Regions from separate parts of the Zea mays genome. Here region 2 is linked to region 1. The links are chromatin contacts, called in public Hi-C maps. All regions are on one chromosome and are shown on one strand. The core of a region is the stretch at or near the end of the contact, and the rest is flanking DNA. Distances in the headings are between cores, read along the strand shown.

What was found. A called contact is a pair of places that touch in the nucleus more often than the background predicts.
Region 2: a Hi-C map of leaf mesophyll shows a contact between it and region 1, with 5 times the contacts expected there. The contact joins the enhancer-like site here to the promoter of LOC111274022 in region 1. A contact is called at or near these places in 6 of 25 Hi-C or Micro-C datasets (bundle sheath, ear, leaf and 2 more).

The regions. Positions count from the first base shown.
Region 1 is chr7:7,199,591-7,202,219 of Zm-B73-REFERENCE-NAM-5.0, reverse strand. It overlaps LOC111274022, which reads right to left and starts at 1,347. Exons shown (of 1, transcript NM_001357227.1): 1 at 72-1,347. The coding sequence starts at 1,147. The coding sequence ends at 140.
Region 2 is chr7:7,434,043-7,436,671 of Zm-B73-REFERENCE-NAM-5.0, reverse strand. LOC100193936 reads left to right here. Exons shown (of 32, transcript NM_001359352.1): 30 at 524-598; 31 at 707-790; 32 at 889-1,433. The coding sequence ends at 930. Among protein-coding and RNA genes, the nearest start is that of LOC100193936, 23 kb to the left of the region's middle. Within about 2 kb of position 1,306, at least 3 of the 20 cell types and tissues checked have an H3K27ac peak or open chromatin away from gene starts, as enhancers often do. A contact at or near this core is called in leaf mesophyll, where this site is marked.

The DNA of each region.
Region 1 (2,629 bases), core at 98-2,597:
GAAAAGAAAAGACACCAACAGGAAAGAAGAAAAGCAAAGCCATTCAATTATTCATGATCCAAGCGTGGCAACAAACCATGATGGCCCCTCCGGCACCGGCACCGGCACCGGCAGCCTGGTCATCATCAGGTCACCCGTCCTACTCCGTGTCCATGTGGTCCACGACGAACCGGCGCACGATGCGGACGAGCTCGTCGGCGCGCTCCGACCAGGGGTCCACCACGAAGAAGCCGTGGTCGGCGCCGGCGACCTCCACGTACTCCACCTCCTTGCCCCACTCCTCCTTCATCCGCCGCGCGTACTGCGCGTTCCGGTCCCTCAGCACGTCGCGCCCGCCGGCCACCACCAGCACGGGGGCCATCTCCACGGCCTCCAGCCCGGGCGCCCGCGGCCCCGCCGGGCTGAGCACCGAGTCGTCCCTGCTGGCGCCCTCGGGCAGCGCCAGCCGCGCGTACCTGTCGCACATCTCGGTGGTGAGGAACGCGTCGCGCGGGCACTCCAGCTGCTCCGCGCGCGTGCGGGCGTCGCCGGCCATGGCCGGCGCCAGGAGGAGCGCGCCGCGGATCCGGACGCCGGGTCCCAGGCCGGCCCTGCCGAGCCCGACCGCGACGTGGTGGGCGATGTTGCCGCCCGCCGAGTCGCCCGCCACGAAGACGCGCGCGAAGTCGGCCGCGTCGGCGAGCCAGGGGTCGCCGCCGCCGGCGGCGGCGGAGCGCAGCCAGGACATGGCCCTGGCGCCGTCCTCCTGGGCGGCCGGGAGCCGGTGCTCGGGCGCCAGGCGGTAGTCGAAGGAGAGCACCACGGCGGGGAGCTCGGAGCACAGGCGGAGGCACCAGGCGTGGAAGTTGGGCCACCGCCCGGACCCGATGCAGAAGCCGCCGCCGTGGAAGTAGGCCACCACGGGGATCCGCGCGTCGTTGGCCGCGCCCAGGTGCCGCGGCCGGTACAGGCGCGCGTTCAGGCCGTGCGCCGGGTCCCACGTCACGTCCTTCCACTCCACGCCGCACTCGTCTTCCGAGACGTCCACCGCCGAGAACAGCGCCGGAGGCTCCGCGCTGCGCCGCACCGTGCCGTCGCTCATCAGCTGCAGCACGCCGCGGCAGTCCTCCACCACGTGCGGCTCCGTCTGCGGCGCCGACGACGACATAGCTGGCTTTCTGGGACAGGCAACAGCAGTCTGGTCTGATGGTGATGGGTTCTACAAAAAGACGCACATCTCAAACGTGCCCTCAAACGTTGAGCCCAATAATTGATTGTATTATTTGGCCTCGGCCCTCGGTAGCTCCACGCTTAGAGCATCTTAGCCTAAGCTCCTATAACTTTTTTTGAGAGAGAATAAGAAAAAACCACATCTAAGAGTTCGTCTGTTGTCCCAATCCTCCGGTGCCCACAAAACCACCAGCATCCTCGCGCAAATATGCTCAGCTCCTGAAGCTCCAAACGATGTACTTTTTCTCAGGTGCATAAAGTTCAACATAAACATACAATGTAAAAAACTTAATGGGCCGTTTGGATCCCTTCATTTTAAAGGAATTGGAATTCACTCAATAAAGTAACTTATTTAGTTTGGAATTTAGCATTCCATCACTTTCCAAAGTTCAGATATAAGCCTATCTCAAATTCATAGGGTGGAGGATAGGAAATGATTTTATGCATGATTAGAATTTGTTTCTAATCTATAACTTACATGACACTCTTTGTTCTACTCCTCTATAGTTAAAATGTAGCACATAAATATTTAGGACATCTTGCTAATAATAGTATACAAATATATTTTATATAAAAGTGAATTAGCTTAATTGATATATGACTAAATTACTATTATTAGAATGGAATTCAATTCCAGTGATCCAAACGGGGCGTAAGAGAATTCTACAAAGTTTAGAGTATACAAGATTTGGTGCAGCAAATGACGCACCGGGCACTGTCCGGTCCCAGGCCGAGCACCTCGCGAACTGGCCGCTCTCGGGTTTTCTCGGCGCTCATCCGCTAAAATTCATCGGACTGTCCGATGACCCACCAGACTGTCTGGTGAGACAACGGAGCAACGGTCAACTTCGCCAACGGTCGACTGCAGAAAGGTATGACCGTCAGAAGTCAGAAGCCAGTCTGCAAAGTCAGAACACACCAGATTGTCCGGTACCGCAAGAAGACAGAAGACTTCAACGGTCAACAGATCCAAACTCCAACGGTCGGTGGACGTGGCACTCACCGGACAGTGAACAGTGCAGTGTCCGGTGCACCACCGGACTATCCGGTGTGCCCAACGAAAGCAACGACTGGAATAGTGATTGGGGCTATAAATACCCCCAACCACCACCATTCAAGCCATCCAAGCTTCTCACTCTTCTCATTCAATACAAGAGCAAAGAATACACTCCAAAGACACAATCAAAGCATTCAATCCTCTCCAAATTATAAAATCAAGTCAAGTGATCAAAAGAGTTTAGTGACTTGAGAGAGGGAGACTTGTGTTTCTTTTGTTGCTTGGTTGCTTACTTCTTCTCACTCTAATCTTTCTAAGTGCTTTGTAACGCTAGCAAGAGACATCTAATTGTGTGGTGATCCTTGCGGGGTCTTAGTGACCCGTGTGATTAAGGAGAAGCACTCGACCGGTCTAAGTGACCGA
Region 2 (2,629 bases), core at 57-2,556, 230 kb before region 1:
GTTGTGCACATCCTCCCTCTCTCTCAGGCAGGCGGGCGGGCGGCAACCTCCCCTCCTCCCTCTAGCGGCGACTCACTTCCTCCCTGTCCTCTGTGGCGGCTGAGGAGAGGGAGGATGCTGGCTGGGAAGATTAGGTTAAGAAGTGGGCTGGGCCAGGAAACAGCAGACCGGTGGCCCATATGTCTTTAATCTCTTTTATTTTTTTTCTTCTCTTTTTTCTTCTCTACTAAACCAGTAAATCAATTAGTTATGTATTCATTGTTTCCTAATCTTCTACTACTATGTATTAGTTATGTTAGATTTTAAGTGTATTATGTTGGTTTATGTTGAAGTTGTCATCCTATTTGGTGCTACTATCCCTACTTATTTAAGATTATATTCCTATATTTATATATTAGTAAGGCCTTGCCTTGCTTCACGCCTTACTGCTTAAAAGGTAAAAAAGGGTTAGCTGCCTTACCTCGCCTTACCGTCTTAACAACTCTGTTCCCTAGTAAGTAACCAAACTTTGCTATTTGGACAGTGGAAGTTTGCATACATTTCACTTGGTCGTCCAGACTATTTTGAAGATTCAGATACTGTAGCTTTAAAATTTCAGGTACGATCAAGCTTTTATTTTATATCTATTCGCTGAAGTATTTATTGTCTATATCTTTATCTTGCCAGCGTCTTAACTTTATTTCTCTTGACATCTGACCTTTTTAAGAGAAACATGTATGGAGCTTGGGAGCAGTATCTTGGACTGGAACATCCAGACACAGCTCCTAGGAAGGCACACACAATTAATCAGGTACAGCTAACGCATTGTTTCCGTTGCTTTGCGTTTCTACTGATTTCACAAATCCTTTTTTTGTGATCTGTAATGTGTATTATGTGCTCATTGTGCAGAACCGGCATTCATTTGAGAGACCTGTAAAAATTTATAACTAGGCATGATAGAAATTTGAGCAATGAGCTGCCAAGCAAGGGCTAAAATTGCTGTCCTGAAATAAAGCGTGCCGGGGCATGTTGCTCAGGTTTTTCGTGGAGCTGGTGAGCTAGTTCATGAGACTCCAAGTATGATCGGGGCGGCTTCTCATCTTTCCCTGCTTTTCCCCGGATACATATAAAGTTGTGCAGAGATGACCCCACCGAACAATTGTCTTTAGTAGATAAGCCAGTACTTCCCGTTAGATGACTTTATACAGTCGAATAGCCGGCATTTTAGTCGATCTTTCCGTTCTCCAGTTGCTGTTGGTGCTAGGAGGCCTTGAGCTGTTGAGGGTACTTGCCCTGCTGTATATTATGACGTAGAGTGTACAAGTCTTTGTTGTTGACAATTACACGGTGTTTTGTAATTTCAGTGATACACTTCCAGGTCCTTCAGTACGTACTTGCCTGGATGGTGTCAATTTGGCATTCTATGTTAGATATTGATCCATCTGTTCTAAATTAAAATTATAAGGCAGTTTGACTTTTTTAAGATATACTGCCTCCGATTTTCTATTAGTTGTCGTTTAGAATAGTGACACGGTCTCCATATTATAACGTGTCTCCATATTATAACTTTCATGTTTTTTGTTACAATATAAATAAATTCTTACTTCATTAATACTTTTATAAAAGTAGATAAATCTGTGCATAGGTTTCAAAACTAAATAATAAAATAGTTATATATTGTCAAAATTTTATAAGTTTGAGTCATCTAAAACTATAACTAATGGACACCAAAGGTAGTACTGCTTTTATTGTGTAGTGTATATCTAAGTGCATAAAAAAATCTTTGAATCCAGAAAAGGTAAAATATTTTATAATCTAGACCGGAAGGAGTAATAGTTATTAAATAACAGTACAATTGATTTCAATTTGATCGGGATCGATTTTTCTGGAATACGTATGCATACGCAGGAAAATATGTATCATTATATTACAAAGAGAAGAGTTGGGCACAAGCTTGTACAACCCATGCCATACACACTTAAAACATCAGGGTTTAAAACTCCCAGGCAATGAGTCAGCTGCATCAAAAATCTATCTACGATTGAATCCGTGAAAAATCTGTCCACGATGGCATTTGTGAGCTCTACATAAACTTGCCCCCTATCGTACCTGTCGGTGCAATTCTAAACCTGTTTTAAAACCGTCATTAGCTAACATCTGCCCGTGATCGAACCTGTCAACCATCATTAGCTAAGTCTTCTCACGTTGAGCAACAATAAAACATTTCATGAATCATTAGTTAAGTTACTTATTCAAAATATATAATATTGTATCTCAATCATTTTTACGTAAAAATAAAAACGAACCAAACTTCGAGTCGAGTGTGGGTCACCTGTGGGTAGAAATAAAAACTCGCATCCATACCCGCAAAACTTAAGGTTGGGTGTGGGCCGAGGGTCAAAATCTTCACTCGTATCTACACTCATCGGGTTAGGTACCAAAACATTGGTTGCGGCGGTTCCATAAGGCCCAAGCACCAAGCAAAACAAGTGAGTTAATCTCTTTTGGTTTAGGGTTCATGTGATCGGTAAAATTAACTTTATTTATGAGTTTGCAGATAAACATGTTTATATATGTTATCGTTAGTCGTCCCACATCTTTGATTATCATCTTCTACACATATTGTATACAAGCATAAGATGTGTTTGGT